Regions from separate parts of the Mus musculus genome. Here region 2 is linked to region 1. A link is a contact called in public capture Hi-C data. All regions are on one chromosome and are shown on one strand. Each heading gives the region's core, a stretch centred on a gene start, on an enhancer-like site or on the middle of the called end of the contact. The rest is flanking DNA. Distances are from core to core; before and after follow the strand shown. Region 1 has its middle 56 kb from the start of Gm38791. Region 2 overlaps D630045J12Rik (RIKEN cDNA D630045J12 gene).

The links. Capture Hi-C pulls out chosen DNA fragments and counts their contacts.
Region 2: a contact with region 1 is called in a capture Hi-C map of embryonic stem cells, with 2.8 times the contacts expected there. The contact joins two enhancer-like sites. A contact is called at or near these places in 1 of 115 datasets of contacts at active chromatin or transcription factors (trophoblast stem cells) and 1 of 9 other capture datasets (embryonic stem cells).

What each region holds. Positions count from the first base shown.
Region 1 is chr6:37,655,867-37,661,082 of GRCm38.p6, forward strand. No RefSeq gene overlaps it. Among named protein-coding and RNA genes, the nearest start is that of Gm38791, 56 kb to the right of the region's middle. Within about 2 kb of position 2,330, at least 27 of the 459 cell types and tissues checked have an H3K27ac peak or open chromatin away from gene starts, as enhancers often do. A contact at or near this core is called in embryonic stem cells, where this site is marked.
Region 2 is chr6:38,141,149-38,146,364 of GRCm38.p6, forward strand. D630045J12Rik (RIKEN cDNA D630045J12 gene) reads right to left here. Exons shown (of 20, transcript NM_194061.3): 16 at 1,444-1,761. It overlaps Gm52858 (a long non-coding RNA gene), which reads left to right. Exons shown (of 3, transcript XR_003956278.1): 2 at 1,148-2,127; 3 at 4,273-5,013. Among named protein-coding and RNA genes, the nearest start is that of Gm52858, 3.7 kb to the left of the region's middle. Within about 2 kb of position 3,138, at least 101 of the 459 cell types and tissues checked have an H3K27ac peak or open chromatin away from gene starts, as enhancers often do. A contact at or near this core is called in embryonic stem cells, where this site is marked.

The DNA.
Region 1 (5,216 bases), core at 1,080-3,579:
CAGCTGTAGGAGTTCTCTAGTAGATTTTTTGGGGGTCATTTATGCATACTATCATATCATCTGCAAATAGTGATATTTTGACTTCCTCTTTTCTAATTTGTATCCCTTTTATCTCCTTTTGTTACCTAATTGCTCTGGCTAGGACTTCAAGTACTATATTGAATAGATAGGGGGAGAGTGGGCAGCTTTGTCTTGTCCCTGATTTTAGTGGGATTGCTTCAAGTTTCTCTCCATTTAGTTTGATGTTGGCTATTGGCTTGCTGTATATTGCTTTCATTATATTTAGATATAGACCTTGAATTCCTAGTCTCTCCTATTCTCTTTATACTTTTAGCATGAATGGGGTATTGTATTTTGTCAAAGGCTTTTTCAGCATCTAATGAGATGATCATGTGGGTTTTTTTTTCCTTTGAGTTTGTTTATACAGTGAATTGTGTTGATGGATTTCCATATATTGAACCATCCCTGTATCCCTGGGATGAAGCCTACTTGACCATGGTGAACGATGGTTCTAATGTGTTCTTGGATTCTGTTTGCAAGAATTTTATTGAGTATACACGGTGGAAATTGGTCTGAAGTTCTTTCTCTTTCTTTGTTGAGTCTTTGTGTGGCTTAGGTATTAGTGTAACTGTGGCTTCATAGAATGTATTAGGTAGTGTTCCTTCTGTTTCTATTTTATGAAATACTTTGAGAAGTTTTGGTATTAGATCTTCTTTGAAGGTCTGATAGATTTCTGCACTACAATCATTTATTTGGTCCTGGGGATTTTTTGATTGGGAGACTTTTAATGACTGTTTTTAGTTCCTTAGGGGTTATGGGACTATGTACTCACTGATAAATTGATATTAGCCCAAAAGAAGCTCAGAATACCCACAATACAATCCAAAGACCATAAGAAACCCAAGAAGAAAAAAGATCATACCAAAGTGTAGATGCTACAGTCCTACTCAGTAGAGGGAAGAGAATAATCTCTGGGAAGTAGAGGAAGAGAGGAGGGGGAGGGAAAAGGGGGGGCAATTCAGATTTGGGAGGAGACAGGAGAAAAGTACAGAGGGCCAGGAATTTGAAAGTAGGTGTGTAGCAGTGTGGGAGGGGGAATTGGGGATAGCCACTAGAAAGTCCCAGATGCCAGGGACCCAAGAGGTTCCCAGGACCCAACAGGGGACTTTAGCAGAAATACCCAACAAAGGGGAAATAGAACTTGAAGAGACCATATCTAGTGGATAGGCACAGCACCCAATTGAGGGATTGGACTACCCACCTCAAAAATATTAATCCGGAATTCCTCCTGTCAAAAGGAAATGCAGGGACAAAGAGTGGAGCAGAAACTGAAGGAATGGTCATCCAGAGACTGCCCCACCTAGGGATCCATCCTATCTGCTGACACCAAATCCAGACACTATTGCTGATAGCAAGAAGTGCTTACTGACAGGAACCCAGTATAGCTGTCCCCTAAGAGGCTCCGCCAGAGCTGGGCCAATATAGATGCGGATATACACAGCCAAACATTGGCCTGAGCATGGAGACCCCAATGGGGAAGTTAGAGCAAGGACTGTAGGAGCTGAAGGGGTTTGCAACCCCAAAGGAAGAACAACAATATCAACCAACCAGACCCCTTAAATCTCCCAAGGACTAAACCACCAACCAAAGAGTACACAGGGGGTACCCATGGCTCCAGCTGGATATGTAGCAGAGAACTGCTTTATCTGGCATCACTTGGAGGGGAGCCCCTTTGTCCTGTGGAGACTTGATGGCCCAGAATAGGGAAACACTGGGCTGCTGAGGCAGGAGTGGTTGGGCGGGTGGGGGAGCACCCTCATAGAGGCAGAGGGAGGAAGGAAGGTATAGGGGGCTTGTGGAGGGAAAACTGGGAAGGGGGATACATTTGAGATGTAAATAAATAAAATAACCAATAAAAAGGGGGGGGGGAGAAATGACCAGTGCATAGAGACAGGAATGATGTATTTTAACTAATTCTGTAGTTAGCCACTAAGATGTGGAGCAAGGTGTAGGAAGAAAACAACTAATAAAGTGAGAAGATAGGCAGAAGCAGGAGTAACTCCCAACTCAGGCTGTGACTTCAGCATTTCACTTCTTTATTCTGTTACGTGTAAATAACGTAAGAAATTCAGTCAACTTCCAGTTTATATTTTAGACCAGTCTTGACCTGTGATTTGGAAACAAAGCTTTCAAGCCAGAACTCCAGTGATTGCAGAAGGCAGAGTATCAGCCACTGTAGGTGTTTGTGTAGTTTCAAATCTTGCACCAGTTTACTACATGGTAGAGAGAGCCAGAGCCTGCGTTCTTCCTGCCATTTATTCAGAATGAGTAATGACCATCTGTTGGGCCCTTGGGAGGACCCAGCTTCATCAGTCTGACTGCCTTGGTTTGCATGACAAAGAATTCCCCGGAAATTCAAAACCATTGAGAGCAGCTCTCCAGCTGGTAAAGTAATCTACAAACAACTGTCAGATCGTCCCTCTCCAAAACAATACTGCTTATGAAATACAAGCATCGTGAAGTTGGAAAACTGTCTCTTGAGCTGGGGATGTACTCAGGTGAGAGATGGTGTGTGGAGCATGCACAAAGGACAGGTCCCAGCCACAGTACTCCATAACCCACGTGCTGGTGTACACCTGTTAGCTCAGCACTTCAGAAGTGCCAGCAACGAGGTCAGAACTTCAAGGTCATCACCAGTGAAGTAAGGGGTTTAAAGGACACCAAGGGCTACACAGAAACTCTGTCTAAAAACTGAACAAAGAGAAAAGCACAAACTTCAATCAGACTTAAGATTTTTATCTTGAGACAGGGTCTTATGTGGCCAACTGTTTTAATGTTTTATTTAAAACTTTCCTAACAGGAATCCACTCTAGAGAGAAAGACAGAACACAACAAACATTGCAAACATCTGTCTAATTTGGGAATCTTAAGCCAGTTTACTGCCTGGCAGGGAGAATCTGAAAGAAATAGAGTTCTGTGCTCGCTTTTCCAGAATGTTCTAGTTTGAAATGCGAAGTGTAAAGAGTTAATAATATTCTGCCTTCATAACTCATTATCACCCCATATCCATGAAAGACTGGCTTTTCTTCTGTTTATTACAATGTTTTTTTCAGCTTTAGAACCAAACTCAATTTCCATTCATCTCTTTCCTTCCATCGTAGTGTGTTTGATAAATGTCCCTGAATGTGTTTTTATGAATGACTAGTCCCCTCCTTTCTTATGAGTTATTTTGCTATTATTGTCTTTGGAGACAGTAAACTCAAAATCTTCTGCACTTGGAAAAAATAAGCAATCCATATGGTATTGTGGAGAATTTGTGCAGGAAGAAAGAGGCATCAAGAATAACACATGAGGAGCAGAGAAAGAGAGAGGGGGTGGCGTAAAGGTACTTGCTGTCAAGCTCTGTGGTCAATACCAGGGAAACCACCACAGAAGGACCTTCACACACATGTTGTGGCATACATGTATGTGCACACATACATATACACAATTATTATTATTATTATTGTTCATTCATTCATTTATTCATTCAATTTTAAGACCCACTAGCATATGAAACTGGGTTTAGTAGTCTGCACTACTAAACCCTGTAATCCCTGCACTCAGGAGGCAGAGGCAGATGGATCTCTATGAGTTCGAGACCAGTCTGGTCTAAAATATGAATTCCAGGACAGCCAGGGCTGTTACATGGAGAAACCTCTCAGAAAAACATTTTTTTTTTAAAAAAGAGAGATTAACATATGAAAGAAACCAATGCTAACCAAAGAAAGACTGGAAACCCCTCCCACAAGGTAACTGTCACAAAGCAGAGCATCTGAGAGAAACACCACATGATCTCTTCCAAGAAAGTGTGCTTCCATAAGGTTCAGGAGTCTGGTGGTCCAAAGCTCTCTAGCCCCTCTCCATTCTCAGGAGGGCTTTTCCCTTTCTTAATAAACATCTCTATTTCCATGACTGTCTGTGGCACCCTGGTCCAACTCCTTGTTCTAAGATACAAGAATCTGGAACTCTCACTGTGTACCTTCTAGACGCCATCCGTGACTTGCTTATCACCATAGGAAAGTCTGTGCAAATGGTGTAACTTAGATCCCTGGAAATAAGTGGGCCATGGAAAGGCTCTGCTCAGTCTAGGAAAAGTTGCAGAGACTGCCAAGGCAACGTGTTAACCCCACAGGGCAAGAATAAGACCACTACCACAACTTTTGAGCCAAATTTGAAGCAGGCTTTATTAAATGCTGGCCAGGACGATGGACACTGGCCAGGTCTATACCCTAGATTCCCAGAGAATGGTCTCGAAATACATTAGACAGGGGCTTATAAAAACAAAACTACGAGTCCACTGAGTCCACATCCCCCAACCCCCTTCATCCAATCAGGAACAAGCACACATCCCGATATACTTCCTGGCTACATACTTCCCACCTATGTGTGATAAACACATCCTGTACGGTTGGACACAACCTTGTTTACTAAAGTTAAAACATGCAGCTCATTGTCTTTTTTTTTTTCTCTTCGAGACAGGGTTTCTCTGCGCAGCTCTAGCTGTCTTGGAACTCACTCAGTAGACCAGGCTGGCCTCGAACTCAGAAATCTGACTGCCTCTGCCTCCCAACTGCTGGGATTAAAGGCGTGTGCCACCACCGCCCCTGACTTGCAGCTCATTATCTTACATGAACAATGCCTGGCATTCCAGGAAGTCAACTGTCATTGGGCAAGTGGGGTTTGCAGGTTAGAGGCATTTTTGTTTTATGGATCTCTTAAGCACGGTAATTAAAACTAAAAACAACTTTAGTCCTCTCAAATGGTTTATAAGAGAAGAACATGTGTTCATTGCTAGATACACAGTCTGAGCATTCACCTTGTCTAGCTGAGACCAGCCTGGGTGGCAGTCATGAATCTCACTCACAGTGTATGCTCTGTCACTTATTCCACACATAAATTTGGGCAGTTCATACAAAATCTTTATTTCTTTAGGTTTCTATTGCTGTTTGGTTGGTTGATTTTGAGACCTTCACACCATGCATCCCTGGCCTGGAACTGGCTGGACAGACCAGATTGGCCTTGAACACAGAAAGCCATCTTGTAACATGTAGTTTCTACTAGCCACTTTAAGTTCTGAGAAGACCATACTACTAGCCCCTACCCAGGTTCCCTTGGATCTGAGGATGAAACACACACACACACACACACACACACACACACACACACTCATTTTT
Region 2 (5,216 bases), core at 1,888-4,387, 490 kb after region 1:
CTTGCTTAGCATAGGTTTGATCCCCAGCAATCCCCCAGAAACCCCTTGTAAAACAAAACTGGTGACAGAGACCTGCCACCCCAATATTTGAGGTAGAGGCAGCAGATTAGAAGTTCACGGTCATCTGTGCAGCAGAGCACGCCCCAGGCCAGCCTCTGCCACAAGAGACCCTTTCTTTTAGATTATTTTCTTTAACCCTGCAATCGGTGCCTCACCTATTTTAGATCATAGTTAAAATGTCACTTTTATAACAGTAAGATGTGTAGAGTTGTCAGAGTGGTATTGAACAATAAGCCTGGTATGTAGCTAAGCCTATTTTAATGACGCTAACTGATTTACCACTTATATGCCTAATTTGCAGCTACAGTCTATGAAAGAGGAAGCCTGCTGTTTTGTTTGTTCTATTGAGTTATCCAGTATGGCTTGTTTACATAAGGTAACATTGATAAGCAAAGGCAGATCGTTTTTGTTTTGTGAGACAGGTTTTCTCTGTGTAGCCCTGGCTGTCCTGGAACTCTCTCTGTAGACCAGGCTGGCCTTGAACTTGCAGAGGTCCACCTACCTCTGCCTCCTGAGTACTAGGATTAAAGGTGTGCACCACCACTGTCCGGCCTGAAATCCACTACTTTTTTTTTTTTTTAATAAAAATATTTTTATTACGTCACAGTGCTTTCCAAAGTTGCATATCATCTACAGTCATTAAAATTCATAATCTGCCAGCTCCAAATTTAGAAGCAAACCAAGGAGCCCTGGGCTGGAAAGTGCAATTCAGGTAGGGTGCCTAGTAAGTGAGCTCCTTTGGATTTCCCATTAGTACCACCCTGTGATCAGAGCAGGGAGCCCAGATGTCCTCTCTGCTTCCTGAAAGGGCTTCTGATTGGTGGGGACAGAGAGACAGTGGGCTCAGAGAGGCCTCAGACCCAGTACCAAAAGAGCACTGAAATCCACTGCTTTCTATTCTAACAAATATTAATGATAAGAAAGAGTGATAAGCGTTAAAGAAAGACCCACCCATGTCAACAAAAGGCAGGGTGGGAAGCTGATGTTTGCAAACAGTTGTTGGTGTGTAAGCTTGGACTAGAGCTACAGGAGCACCTTCAGGACTAGGTGGTCCAGGGACAAGCTAAACAACTGGATCCCTTTACAGGAATCAATGAGAGCACACCCGGACAACCTATCTCCCCTTCATGACCCCGGGAGGGAGCTGGGAAGAGATTTCCTTGAACACCAGCTACATCCTCCTCAAATATCAGAGCTACATGAAAGGCTGCTTCTAACACTAAGAATTAACTGTAGTCAAGGATAAAAAGCTGAGATCTACCAAGCATGCTCTAAGTCATGTAAAATGCAGCCAAAGTTTTCACAGGGAGCCTTCAGGTGACAGCGAGGTAACAAGAGTCAAGCTCTTTGCCCAGCAAAAAATTTCAGGAGTCCAGTACTTACGCTGCAAGGGTTGTTGGCCGTCTGAGCTGGACTGTAGAAGGACCCCCACTGCGTGGCTCGCCTCTCTTCCCTGGACGGGGTGCTATTCACAGGTAGGCTGGCAGGCACACCAGTACCCGCTCCCATAGCATTGGTGGGCTGGCTGCTGGGAGCCACGAGGGCAAAGGCGTCATCCAGGAGGGAGTGCATGGTCTGGCGTGCCTCCTCGATGGACGGCTGAGGCGGGATGTACTGAGAGGCTGAGAAGGGCAGGCCGGGATACCTGCCCAGCTCTGTAGAGGAGGGTGTCTGGACATCAGCTGGGAGGTCAGGATCAGACTGTGTGAGAGGCAAGGGGGAGAATGACATGTGTGCTTCCGTGGGGCATGGGGTGGAGTGTGAAGCTAAATTCTGGGGCAGAGTGGAATTTAAAAATGGTCCTACTTTGTGGGAAAGGGTTTGTCATAAGAATTAAAAGTCATCTCTCTTAATAGGCATCATGTTTTATATGAGGCAAAGATGTCAACTGAGAAAAACCCAATGAGAATACTTCACAACTTCTTTTCTGTAAAACTCAACCGTAAAATAGATGTCAGACCCGGGGAAGGACATCTTCACTGAGAAGCCTAAGCAGCCACAAATCAGACTTCCAAGTAAACACACTAAGGAGACCCAGGCAACTTTCTGTGGCTGTGAAAACCAAAGGTAGAACAGACTATGTGTGTGTAGAAAGAATTCAGTACCCATTTAAAAACTGTTCACAATAGTAAAGACTAACAAATAGTCAGAAACCATGTCTCTAAAATAAAGGTATCTGAGTAATTAAGAAAAGTTTAATGTCCTGTCCCCACTATTTAAGAGATAAGAATCAGAGAAACAAGGTGGCATTCCACCCCCCCCCCAATCTTCCCTCTTTTTCATTTAATTTACTGAGACAGAGTCTCTCACTGGCCTGGATCTTCCTATGCAGACCAAGCTGGCGCCTTGAACACACAGTGATCCCCCTGTCTCTGTAGTCAGTGCTGGTATTAAAGGCATACAGTACCATGCCCAGCTAAAGATTTATTTTAAACCCTGTGTGTGTGCGCGCCTAAACGTCAGAGTCCCAATACTCTAGGCCCCTCCCTTCTCATCCTTCCTGGTCACACTTTAAAGAAGGAAAGACAGAGACAGTTTAATTTTTGGAGCAGGACAGACAGGTTCAGGCTGGGAAGGAAGGGTGGTTCCTTTGGGTTCCCACTGGCACAGAAAACCTACCAGAAAACCAACAGAGAGCCACAGGTCAGAACTTCCCACGCCTCTGTCTCCTTGTTGCCTCTTGAGAATTTGAAAGTCAAGCGTCCCTTTCCCACATCCCACCCTTTGGCGATGTGCTTCACGTGGGGACGGAACTCAACAAACGCAAACCCATGGACTTAAGGTTTCCTAAGGAAGCTTGGGTTAGAACTTAAAGTCTACTCTCTTGAATTCAGGTCTGCTGACCCCATTCTGCTTCAGGGCCCATTCATTCAGACGCGGACAGCCACCAGCTCATCCCAGACGGGGTACCAAAACCACAAGCAGTCCTCCTTAAGTGTAGCTTGGTGAGCCAAGTTTAACTTGGATTTCTTTACAGAAGTGAGGCTTAAAGGCGCATGGGCAACCGCCTGACAGCAGGAAAATTTTCATCCTGGCAATGATTAATCCTAAGGGAGGGGCCTTGAGTTTCCTGGGCCTGCTCCTGAGATGCTCAGGAAAAACACAGCTGCTCTGATCTCAAATGGCCATGGTCATGTCATGCCCAGAGGACAGCATTTTACAACAGATTCCTGCTCCTGTCATTCTTCAGACGACATCGTAGGTCATGTCCTGCAGTGGCTATTTTGCAGTCCTTAGTGGGCTCTTAAAAGACTGGCTTGACATCCTGGTTTAGCTGTGTGCCTGCTGCCCTGGTTTAATCATTAAGAGAACTTCCTTTCCCTTCCAGGAGCATCTACTTTGGACACTAAATGACAGTAAGGGCTCAACAACCTTGCAGCTTTTGTTGCTGATGTTGTTTTAAGGAGACAGAGCCTCTCTCTCTCTCTCTCTCTCTCTCTCTCTCTCTCTCTCTCTCTCTCTCCAAACTCCTGAGCTCAAGCCAGCGGCTTGGCTGCCGCCTCCCAAGCGGCTGGGGCTGTGCATAGGCACCGGCAGGCCTGGAGCCAACAAAAACTTTCAGTCAAGAGCCAGACAATAAATATTTTAGGTTCTTCAAGTCATAAAAAGTTGGTCACAACCCAACTCAAAAAGCAGCCAAAGACAGCATGCAAGCAAGGGTGTGGCAGTCTTACAAAAAGGCCCAGTGTTGACCAAAACAGCAGCAGGCTGGATGTAGCCTGAGGGCAGAAGTCTTCCGGGCCTAAACCTGAGAGATGACTGCATAAGCAGACAGGGTTGAGGATTTGGGGAGACAGCCCTCAAGGAGAGGTTATTTTGAGAGGAAAAATGGAAAATTCCAGATAATTTCAAACTATGTAGTACACATATGGTCTTAAAGGTAAAAGAAAATCTAGCTAGTGAAAGGTAAACTCTGAGAAAGGCATTATTTTTAAAACACACATCACAGAATTTTAGGGAGAGTAAAAAGTTAAGGACATCTAGGGAGGATTTTCTGAGCAGGGAATCTTTGGAAAGGCAGCCCTGGAGGCAAAGTAGGAAATCCTCTGAGGAAACCCTTGTACTTTCTGTGAAAGGAGAAAATGGAGAAAACAAAGGGCGATCCAAGCCAGGCCCCACGGCTTCCATCTGCCTTCCCAGTAGGAGATTGCTTGAGCTAGTAATCTGAGGCTAGCCTGGGCAACATAACAAGATTGTATTCCCCCAAATTAGGTTAAACCCAAAAGGAGGGTCCAGGACACCATGAGGAAAGCCTGCGCTGGTCATCAATGAAGACAAAGGAAGAGTCCAAGGAAAACCAACCTCCCTCCCTACAGAGAACTCAGTTGGAGGCTGGAAAACAAGCATCAACTGCTGGCTCCTCCGAGAAGCCAAGCCCAGGCTGCTAGCAAAGGCTGTGTGGGGAAGGAGGGAATGCGGTGTCCATTACTAGGCCTATGAAAGGACCAGGTGACTATACTAAGACTACGAGTACAGTTTCTACACACTGAGCGTACCACCACCAGTGTTTGGAGTGTTAGGACATATGCTTCCAGCAGAACAGGAACACCCATCTGTTGCCAGAAAAGCTGGAGTGACTCTGTGTGTGTGTGTGTGTGTGTGTGTGTGTGTTTCCTCCCTGGTCAGGGGGACCTAAATTCAGAGAAAGGAAGAGAAACTGCTTGCTCCTTTGCTCTACAGGGGCATCTGTAGTTAGCAGCGACTGCTCACAAGAACCCTCGGGAGGGGGTGACAGGGGTCAAGTGAGGCTTCAGAGCTCCCCGAGCTCCCAGGGAGGAGCCTGTTGCTTCCTGATGAGCTTGAAGAATCAGACTTTAGCCAATGTCAGCACAGTGTTTGCCACATTTTTATAAACATTTTGAATGTTTTTCATTATTTATTAACGTGTCATTTAGGGGAAAATAAAGAAACCTCAAATAAACCTCAGTGCTACAGGGCAACTGTGTCTTGTCGCGCGTGCGCGGTACCTTCTCGGAGGACAGGCTTGTTGCTATGTCACACAAGCAAAGCTGGCTCTCTACGTTTGCTCAGCACTGAGTTCTTTATGTTCCTCGCTGTTGCTGCTGCTGCGTCCATTAGACTCCCCTTCTCTTTCCCAGGGCATCTTCGTGTCTCTTGCTAATGGTCCCTTGGGAAGCTAGGTTTCTTTCCCCCTC